Regions from separate parts of the Mus musculus genome. Here region 1 is linked to region 2. The links are chromatin contacts, called in public promoter capture Hi-C maps. All regions are on one chromosome and are shown on one strand. The core of a region is the stretch at or near the end of the contact, and the rest is flanking DNA. Distances in the headings are between cores, read along the strand shown.

Evidence for each region. Promoter capture Hi-C pulls out the DNA fragments that hold promoters and counts their contacts.
Region 1: a contact with region 2 is called in a promoter capture Hi-C map of hematopoietic stem and progenitor cells, with 2.9 times the contacts expected there. The contact joins the enhancer-like site here to the promoter of Galnt12 in region 2. A contact is called at or near these places in 10 of 39 promoter capture datasets (the 3T3-L1 cell line, embryonic stem cells, epiblast stem cells and 5 more), 5 of 115 datasets of contacts at active chromatin or transcription factors (bone marrow-derived macrophages, forebrain, large pre-B cells and 1 more) and 1 of 9 other capture datasets (adipose tissue).

The regions. Positions count from the first base shown.
Region 1 is chr4:46,672,346-46,677,767 of GRCm38.p6, forward strand. It overlaps Gabbr2 (gamma-aminobutyric acid (GABA) B receptor, 2), which reads right to left. Exons shown (of 19, transcript NM_001081141.2): 16 at 5,125-5,307; 17 at 2,102-2,231. Among named protein-coding and RNA genes, the nearest start is that of Tbc1d2, 25 kb to the left of the region's middle. Within about 2 kb of position 3,281, at least 18 of the 459 cell types and tissues checked have an H3K27ac peak or open chromatin away from gene starts, as enhancers often do. A contact at or near this core is called in hematopoietic stem and progenitor cells, where this site is marked.
Region 2 is chr4:47,089,086-47,094,481 of GRCm38.p6, forward strand. It overlaps Galnt12 (polypeptide N-acetylgalactosaminyltransferase 12), which reads left to right and starts at 2,838. Exons shown (of 10, transcript NM_172693.4): 1 at 2,838-3,243. The coding sequence starts at 2,888.

The DNA of each region.
Region 1 (5,422 bases), core at 2,031-4,530, 420 kb before region 2:
CTGCCTGCCTCTACCTCCTGAGAGCTGGGATTAAAGGCATGCGCCACTATGCCTGGCCCAAGAGTAAGTCTTATCCTTTAAAGTTCTTTGTAACTATTTCAATTAACATTTCTTTACAATTAACATTTTATATAACACACACACACACACATGCATGCACGCACACACATGCACACACTATGTGTATGTCTTTCTGTGTGAAACTTCTAAAGTCTGAATGTATCTCTAGTCCCAGCACTTGCAGGTGGAGACAGGAAGAGCAAGCATTCAAGGTCATCTTTGACTGACTATGTAAAAAGTTCTAGGCCAACCAGGCAGTGGTGGCGTTCACCTTTAATCCTATCGCTTATGAGGCCAACATAGGCAGATCTCTGAGTTCAACAGCAGCCTGGTCTACAGAGTGAGTTTAAGAATAAAAGAAACAAAATCTTTTCATTTTCATTAATTTAAAAGTAGATTTTTGCACACACTGGAGGTTGGACCTGGAACCTTGAGTATGACAGGCAGGTCCTCTATAGTGAGCTGCAGCCATAGCCCCTAAAATAACTTCATAGTAAATGATGCATGTATGCTGAGAAACGCCAAACACCAGGGGAGTGCTTGTGTACAATGAAAAGCAAGAGAACGGTTGCATGCTGTGCTCTGAAGTACCAAGCCTTTCCCACAGGACACGGTTGACAGCCTGCTTGTTCTCTCTAGTCCTTTAAAAACTGCACTTACACAAACACTCACATATGGCTGCATGTGCCCCTCCCCCGTGAGTGAGTGTGTGTGTGTGTGTGTGTGTGTGTGTGTATTATAATGCTGGCTTCTTGAACTCAGAGAGCACTCGGGAGGCAGAGGCAGGAGGATTTCTGAGTTTGAGGCCAGCCTGGTCTACAGAGTGAGTTCCAGGATAGCCAGGGCTACACAAAGAAACCCTGTCTGGAAAAAAACCAAAAAAAAAAAAAATTAAAAGAGACTTACTATTTTTTTATGTGTGTTTCTGTGCATATGCATGTGTGTATACATGTTTGTGTGTATGCATGTGTGTGTGTGCATGTACGTGTGTGTGTGTGAGTTTACGTGCTCCATAGGTATGAAGATACCCGAGGAGGCCAGAAGGGGGCATCAGATCCCCTGGAACTGAACCTATGGATGGTTATGAGTTGCTCAATGTGGGTGCATGAACTGAACTCAGGTCCTCTCAGAGCATTGTTCTTAGCCATTGAGTCACCTCTCCAGCCCCTTTAACAAGATAAGCACACACTCTGTCACTCAGCTACTTCATTATCCCTTATCTCACCTTTAAGTGGCTTTACAATGTGCTCTGTTTGACCGTTTTATAACTGATGAAGTCGCTTTAACTGATGTACACATACGCTAGTGGAAGCCTTTCTCATCTATCAATAATGTTACAGTGAACAGTTAGGTGCCCACATGGATACATTTCTTGCTGGGAAGTGCTACCTCAAGGGGTTTAACGCTTCATATTTGGAGAGGCTCAGCCTGATTTCCAACATCACAGACGAATGTACTCTTCCATATGTCCTGCTCACACTGGCTTTTGCTAAGAGATAGATAGAGTGGGCCATGTCATAGTGACCTGTTCTCATGTGGTTGGTCAGAGGGCCCAGCATCCTAGCACACCCGTCTGGCTGCTCTCCTCCCGTACACACCTGGGATGCTTCTTTTTTTTTTTTTTTTTCTCGAGACAGGGTTTCTCTGTGTAGCCCTGGCTGTCCTGGAACTCACTCTGTAGACCAGGCTGGCCTCGAACTCAGAAATCTGCCTGCCTCTGCCTCCCGAGTGCCGGGATTAAAGGCGTGCGCCACCACGCCCGGCTACCTGAGATGCTTCCTAAGGTGTGAAGCAAATATCAGTCATCCCCTGTGGCCCAAGGAGGGGAAAAAAGTGTGTCCCTGTCAGAACACTGGGGCACCAGCTCTGCTGTGAACAAGCAGATATGGCGTCTGAGGGTGGAAACTTGAAGGACGGGAGAAGAAGACTCTGAACAGAGGTGTGTAGGCAGGAGACGAGGGTCCAGGGCCTTCAGCTCTGTCTGTCTGTCTGTCTGTGTTCATGGCTTCGGGTCCCATCTCTGGGCCCTGCCTCTGCTCACCTGTGCTCTCTGTGAAGTTGCCCAAGCTGAGGATGTCGTTGAGCTCTTGGTAGTGATTCTGTTTGATGTATGTGGTCTTCTCTGGTGTGTCTTGTAGCTGCATGGTGACTTCTTCCAAGTCTTTGTCCAGCTGGAAGACAAGATTCCATCTGAGACCAAGTTCCTGGTCCCAGCCCCTGGGATTCGACCCCTGCATCTCCCCCAACCCCTTTTGGTGTTTCCAGACAGGGTTTCTCTGTGTAGTCGTGGCTGTCCTGGAACTCACTCTGTAGATCAGGCTGGCCTCAGACTCAGAGATCTGCCTGCCTCTGCCTTCCGGATGCTGGGATTAAAGGTGTTAGCCATCACTACCCGTCATGGCCTCTGCATCCAGAGGACTTTGTTGCACTCATTCAAGCAGGAGCTGAGATGAGATGGACCAGAGGTTGGCAGTCACATGATTTGTCTGGGCTTGAGTCTTGAGTAGGTCCAAGGAAGACCAAGAGGCAAGGAAGGAGCAGGGATAAGCAGAGAGGCCAGCTGAGGCCAAGGGAAGACAGGCTATACTTCCTGGCTCCGTACAGGGCGTGTGAGTCTCAGCCTCTATCTGTGGCACAAGGACATGACAGTACCCGCCTCATAGGATGTATGAAGGCTCAGTGAGATGATGCATGGGGCGTTTATCCCGGTGCCTGACATAAGGAGGGGACCAGCTGCTAGAGGACTATCAGAATTATCATTACAGCTTCTCAGCAGACCCATCCAGGAGACTCCCAGGCAGAGCTTTGCATCCCTGAGCCCTATACAGTTTCCAGCCAGCTGGGTTACCTGGGGAAGCCGAGCAGGATGAGACTCAGTTATGCTTAGGTTACAGAAGAATTAGAGCAAAACCAGGGAAGTGTGTGTGGGTGATGGACAGCGGACATTGGGATGGCTAGTGGGTATCCAGTTATAGAACAACAAGGGAGTTTTATTAACTGTGAGTCACTCTTCTGAGGTCGGGGCAAAGCTGCTGCCTACTAAGTTTCTACATGAATGAAAAAACAAACCACTACTCTTATTTGTGCTATGCAGTGGCAGGGCTGGGAGCCGAGGATTGGTCCAATGGAACGTCGATTAAGGCTCAATTCTAGGGCAAGCAAAGCCACACTGGGCCTCTCAGCAGTGGGCGATTATGCTGCTGGAAGGAAGTGGAGGGCTTAGTCCGGTGCTGTGTCATTGCTTGCTATAGATGTCTGATGAACTAGCAGTGGGCTCAGAGCGGCAAAACTGATGGTTTCTTTGCCACAGAGGCTGGTGGAGGAAGCCCCATCTTAAACTGTTTCAGGGGTGTGAAACGAGTGTGTCGGCTCTCGGTGTGGCAGGGTTGGTTCTATGACCCCACTGAGGTTGCTGGATCTAGCAAAGGAAAATGCAGGAGTCCTGTGGAGTTTAACCCTCAGAGAGCAAAAGCCCTCTTTGTGGTTTAGGTACTGCCTGCACTCGGTAAGCAGGGTTCTGAAGGGATCTCTAACAAGCCCAAGCCTGCAAGCATGTTAGGTCTTCTCCTCTCTCCTTCCGCCTCTTGTTAAACCACTGGATTACATCCCTAAAGCTAGCCATCAAGGTTGATTCCCTTATTTGGGCACTTTCTTTGCCTGACTAAAACACTAAGGTCCAGTTATCAAAACACCAAAGTCCAGAAATTAAAATTCGTTACTTGTCTATGCTGATTAAAATGTTCAATTAGAATTTACCAACTCATCCCAGCACAGACTTCCCCTTTTCTTCTTGAAAACCACTCCTGCAGAGACACCTGCTGCTGTCTTTGCCAGATCCAGAGGCAGCCCCTAGCTCGGCCCTCTGGGGTGATAATCTCCTTTGTGCTGGGTGTGTTCTGTGCTGACTCCGAGGCCCCTTCATATACACCCTGAAAACACGATTGCTAGTTTATATGAAATTAAGAAATACCTGGTCACCTCATATCCAATCTAGCTACCAGCTTCTGCCCCCTGCAAAGGGTCTGGCAAGAGGCTACATTTCCCAGTCTCCTCTGTGCTCTGAGGCTAAATGAGCTCATGAAAATTTTGGCAGCACAGAGAATCAGAGCCAAACTGTATGCAAAGTGTGTGTGTGTGTGTGTGTGTGTGTGTGTGTGTGAGAGAGAGAGAGAGAGAGAGAGAGAGCGAGAGAGAGAATGTGTATGAACATGTGTGTGTGAGCATGCTTGTGTGTGTGTGTGTGTGTGTATGTGTGTATGTGTGTGTGTGAGCATGCTTGTATATGTGTGTATGTGTGTGTGTTTGTGTGTGTGTGTGTCACTTGCTTAAGAGGTGATTTCTTATGTGGGCTCTCTGTGTCTCTTCTCTCTGAGATTGAGGCCATGTTTTCATCCTCCTGAGCCTGGGGAATAGCAGGAAGCAGAAGAGAAGCCCCACCCCACAAATGACCCCGCCCAGCCGTGACTGCAGTCCTCATGGCTACTAGGGAAGGGAGAAGTAAACGCACTTTCATTTTTCAGATAGTAGCCCAGGCTGGCCTCATGGCTCTCCTTTTCCAGCCCCTCTTTTGGGGCTATCTGCTTTTGAGACCTCTTTGTTGCTGTTGCTTGGCCAGCACCCTAACTTGACTCAGCCCAGGTGTAGGTTCAGTCAGAACCCTAGGACGTGAGAGTGAGACCTCATCTGGGGTATGGCTTAGACATGAAGTGTCCTGGCTATGCCCTCTCTGGACTATTCAAGAAGCAATTCAGAACTGGGGGACAGGTTCACCACAGCACAGCCACTCTGGGGAAGCTTATCTTTGTACTCTCTTACCATGCTGAGCATTGGGGGGGTGGGTATGGGGGTCCTCCTTGCAGATACTCCCAAGTTTTGTCTCTTTTTGAACACATTGGGGACTGTTGGACTCTGTCTAGGCCAATTGGCGCTAAGTTTGGGTCGGATGTGCTAAGCTCCCTGTTGCCATGACCCGGGCTGTTCTAGAGGACTATGGAGCAGGGATTGTTTGGAGACCAGGTAGAGGGAAGGGACAGGAGGATCGGAGGTCTCCAGCTGTGGACGTACCTCTGTGATCTTCATTCGTAGGCGGTGGTTTTCTGACTGCAGTCCCTCCAGGCGTGACGTGCTCGCCTGGTTCACGCTGGTGACTGAGGTGGAGGTCTTCGAATCTTCTTTCTTCTGGTTCTGTGTGAACTGGAATCGCCTGTTCTGAGTGGCTGCGTCAGGGTTTGTCCTCAGAGTGATGAGCTGAAGGGACAGAGGCGGCTTGCAGTGAGACTCCTGCCACTCTTCTCTCTCTCCAATCATGTTCCCCCACCAAGTCCTACATGGGAACTGACAGGGTCCCCCATCCCGGAAGGAG
Region 2 (5,396 bases), core at 1,588-4,087:
GTGTGCAGCAGAGTCGATCTGGAGTTCTAGAATGGATATGGCCCCCACGTTAGTTCTTTCTGCTGGAAGGGCAGGTGTGAATTCGACATAGTTCTGTGCATCGGGTCCCATAGCCAGGTGATGTCAGCAAGTGCTAGATTATCTCTACTTCTGTGGAAAGAGATATGGAGGGCATCCGGGTGAGCCTGAGCCAGTCCGAGCTTGCCAGAAGTCCAGACCACCCTGACGGCCCACCATGTGGATTTCAGATTGACCAACCAGCATCTACCATAGTCTGTTCTTCCTTATAGTGAATGACTTAGTCTCTCTTTCCCTAATTCTGTTTCATGCTGTTATAAAATACAATAGCCTAAAACTCAGCCTGAAAGTATCGGTCTGCACCCCATATGGGGTGACATAACTAAATGTGGGGAACCAAGAAAAAATTAGCAATAGTAAAACGCAAAGAGCAAACATCTATTCAACATAAAATGTAAGGAATCCCATGTTTTTCTGGTGGCCTGTGTTATATCAAGTGACTTTACTGCAGCCTCCGTTCTGAACACGCACTGTGTGTGCTTTGTGCTGTGAGCCATCATAATTTGCAATGCTGGTGATGCTGCCTGAACCCACCTCAACTCAAACTTGAGACTATTGTATGATGTGAACCACAGTGTTCTTTTGCTTGTTTGTTTGTTTTTTGTTTTACTGAACATACAGTTTTCACTTTTACAGAAACAAAAGTTTCTTATGGGAAACCAAGTCCCTTACTGCCCATTCGTCAGTATGGAAGTATTAAGTGGATTGCATTGTGTAAAGGTGTTTGATTTTTAAAATAGCTGTTTGAGTTTTGATTCATAGAAAAAAGATCATTAAGTCGATTTTGGCTCCAGAGACTGGAGAGATGACTCAGTGGTCCACAGTGGTTGCTGATTTTGCGGAGGACTAGAGTTGGGGTTCCCAGCACCTGCGTGGGGCAGTTCACAGCTACCAGCAACTCTAGCTTCAGGGGACCCAATGCTCTTTCCTGGCCTCCACTGACACTCCCACATATGAGGTACACATTCACACACACCCACACACACACACATACACATAAATTTTTTAAAAACTGGAGATTTTATTTTTCTATCTTATATGTATGAGTGTCTGTCATATATAAGGCACACACATATATAAGATATTATATGTCATATGAATACATATGCATACATATTTGTATATAAATGCACCATGTGTATACAGTGCCCAGGGCACCCAGAAGATGGTGTCAGATCCCCAGGGACTGGAATTACAGACAGTTGTGAGCTGCCAAGTAGATGTTGGGTCCTCTGGAAGAGCAGCCAGTGCTCTTAATGGCTGAGCTATCTCTACAGCACCAACATAAATCTTTAAAAACAAATTTTCTTGGGACTGGGGCAGAATTTCAAAACAACACTCCAAAATATAGTTCTGCTACCTGGCACCACACATTTATGTGAAATGGCACTCCCAGCATTGGGATTTTTAAAATGAAATTATCAATCAACTCTGAAAATTATGACGATGGTTTGTGTCCTGTAGTATCAAATGCTTAGCCTTAATTTAAGTCTTTATATAAAAATAAGCAAGTCCATCCATCTTAACATGTAAACGGCTTTCTTTTATTAATAGTAAAATTATATGTATTTTAAAGATTGTTTTAAAATGAGTTTCTTTATGACTTACTATAAGTAAGTGGTTGATTTATATACTGGTTTTATATACATATACACCCAGAATTACACAAAAACTTCTGCCGTGAAAATGTGCTATTAGTGGCAAAATTAATAATAATAATAAGCCATCCTGAAAACGCTGCAGTGGCTGAAGGCTTCAGGAAGAGTTGGTAAGGTGGGGCAAGGCAAGTGGGTGCAGGAACAGAATTTGCAAAGGCACCAGCCTAGCTTGGCTCCTTCCTCCCCCCACAACTAAAGGTAAAAGTGGCAGTTTGTGTAAATTACTGAAGACATTTTATTCCTAAAAGTTAGAGGCCAGCCTGGGCTATGTAGAAAGTTTAGAGTCAACCAGGACTACAGAGTGAGACCATATTTCAGTCAACATCAGGGGCTGGGGCTGGAGACACTATTTAGCTAGGCTTGGTACCACTGACCTGTAATTCTAGGACTCAGGAAAGGAGGCCAGCCTGGGTTACTTGAGATTCCGACTATGATACAGCAACACATTTTTGATTTAAACTTTAAATTTAAAACTTTTATCTGTATGCATGTATGTATACACAAGTGTCTATATCACACGTGGGGGTTGGAGGACAACTTGAGGGAGTCCTCCTTTCACCATGTGGGGATGGATGGAACTCTGTCCTTCAAGCTTCGAAGCAAGGGCCCCGTGGCTCCCCTTTTCTCCTATAAGCCCTGAGCCAAACCTGATACATTACAGGAAAGGATGGTGTGTGTGTGTGTGTGTGTGTGTGTGTGTGTGTGTGTGTGTGTGATGGGCCTGCGGAGTGTAGGTGTCCCTAAAGCAAAGACTGAAAAACATAGCTTGGAAAACCATGGGCTCCAGTTAGTTATTCTAGGCGCCACTGAGTACCGCACAGAGCCGCCTGCAGCTTTCATGAGTCTTGGCCAGCACATCCTGAACACGTAGTGGCTAAGGTTAAGGACCTTCCATCCGGGATAGTGCTAGTGTCACGTAAGTTCAAGGAAGGGTCCCCATAGCGCCCAGAGCGCTGTGCTCAGCCCACACTCACGCCGCAAGGGTCGCCAAGCTCTCTGCTCTCTCATGTGGGCACAGGCAGGTGGGCGCGGGAGGCAGCAGCCAGGAAGAGGGCGGGGCGCAGGTGGGGCGGGCCGGGGGCGGGGCGACCGCGGTTCCGGGATCCGGGTCCAGCCTCGGCCCGAGGCCGCGGGGTGCAGCTAGCGGGTGCATGTGGGGGCGTGCGGTGAGGAGGCGCTGCCCGCGGGGGCTGCGGCGCGGCCGGGAGGCGTTGCTGGCACTGCTGGCCCTGGCAGGGCTGGGCGCGCTGCTGCGGGCTCGAAGCAGGTCGGGGACGGTGGACCCGGGACCCCCGCGGACTCCTCTCCCCGGGCGTCACGAGCCAGTGCTGCCCAGGCCGCCGCTGCCCGCCGATGCTCTGGGAGCGCATGGGGAGGCGGTGCGGCTGCAGCTGCAGGGCGAGGAGCTGCGGCTGCAGGAGGAGAGCGTGAAGCAGCACCAGATCAACATCTATCTGAGCGACCGTATCTCGCTGCACCGCCGACTGCCCGAGCGCTGGAACCCTCTGTGAGTAGTCGCGGAGCACTGGCGCGTGGGACGCAGCATCCTTCTCGGGAGGAGGTGGTGCAGAGCGGGGGTGGTGGTGGGGCGTATCTAGAGGGCGAAGAGGCGGGAAAGTTAAAAAAAAAAATCAGAACGAACCTAAGAAAGTCAAACTGGTAACTGAGTGGTCCCTTGAATCAGACACCTCAAAGTTGTCATTCTGTCGGGACAGGGTGAGATTCGAGTTAAACACACTGAAGAGACCCCTACTTCGTGCCTGTGGGGGCAGTTAGGACTGTGGGTGTGGCTGTGACTCCGGAGAGCTGACGGCGACTAGCACAGGGCTGACCCCATTCATTGGTGTGGGTGTGCTGTTGCCCAGGGATAGAGCAGAGCCATCGAGATGCCCAATGGCCGTGCCCGAGGCCCGGAGCCGCCTCCCTTTCTCTCTGGCTGTTGAAGTCCTAGCTTTGGGTGGAGGGCGGTGGGAAGAAGAGGTTTGTGGGAAGGGCGCCTGTGACTCTTGAGTCCAGCCGAGCACACTCTTGTAGGTGGTGCAGGGCAGATCCTGTGTAGTCAGAGCCTAGTTCCTGTTGAAGCTGCTGGCTTTTCAACAGGTGAGAGACAAGGAAGCAAACACCCGCAGCAGCTGCTGCTGCCACCTTTACCCTCAGTCTCCCAGACGCCTCCACCCTTTAAATTTGTTACAGAACTTTTAGTTCCCACTTGAGCTCGGTAGATTGCCTGGAAAACAGAACTCAGAAAGGGGTCCTGGTTAGAGCCACAGGGCCAGCCTGGTGTGATTATCAGGCGCTTGCCACATTCTACTCTCCAGGCCTTGACAGTTCTTTTTTTTTCCAGTTTGGAAATGGACTCAGAGGGCATAGGCAACACTGACCTGCGAGAGGATGAGATGCGGTCTGCTGTGCCCCTTCCTCCATCAGGGAGAGTTTAACAGATTTAACTGAATTTCTCTCACCTACCGCAATGGCTTTGCCCGAAGCCCTTTTCACTCTCTTTCCGAGTCAAAATTGCTGGGATTGGCAGGGATTCTCCACTCCTACCCAGTGCCTCAGGCAGCTTCAGCTCTTTGAAAGGTCAGGTCTTTTGCTCACTAGTTCTGCGGTCTCCGACAGTGGGGTTCAGTCTTTAGTTGATTTGGCCTCAGTTTCCTTGTTTGCCAACTAGGGAACCGATGAGGGTTAGTCTGTACACTCTGTGTAAGTGGGCTGAAGGAATGCCGCCTCAGACTTAATAGTCAGCATGTACCTGGGAGCACCCTGTCCTGCTTACTTCCTCTTTCCTCGACTGCCCCTTCGTGTCATCTGCATTTGGCTGGAAAGTTATTCTTCTCCGGATCCAATTTCCTTTATGGTTAGGAGTTGTGAATATCTCTTTGAAACACTTTAGATGACCTGTGGGGCTTATGGTTTCCTGTCTCCATGGTGATGCAGCTGCCTTGTGTCCTGCCGGGATTTGAGACTAGATCCTGCTGTGCCATTGACCCTGGAAATTAATCCAACCCAGCAGGATGGGCCTTGCCTCTGACTCAGGCCTGCCCCATTAGTTTCGGCTAGCCTGAGAAAAAGGTAAACTGGAGCTGTGTATGTCTGGATCAGGACAGTCTTTGAGGCACAGCCTCCATATGGTTAGCAGTGCCGGGGCCTTGCAAGGGAGTCTCACTAATACCGCATAATAGTCCTACCCTCCGCCCCCTTATTCTCAGGGAGCAGCTTCCAGATCCTAGTAGATGTCTGACTTCTCACGTGGTACCAAACCTTATGTATACTAAGCACTGTGATACCGCACTGTGATGTAGCACCAAGTCCTGCAACAAGATGGCTGCTAAGTGACGACGGTGTGTTGGTGGTCAGTGACGATGGCGTGTTGGTGATCAGTGTGAATACACTGGACAAGGAAGGGGATGAATGACTCACCTCATAGAAAGGGCAAGCTTTTATTACAGTATTTGAGGAGGTTTACAATCTTCCTTTTGTAACTGATTTGTTTCTGGAATTTTCCATTTGATACTTTGGGAATAAGATTGATTGAATAACCAAAGCTACAGAATGGGAACCCCCACACAGGATGGGGTCTCTGTAGTAGTTATGAGTCAATCTTGAGATTTGGGTTGAGAATTCAGATGGTATCCTGTGCTCACGGCATAGGGTCCCTCA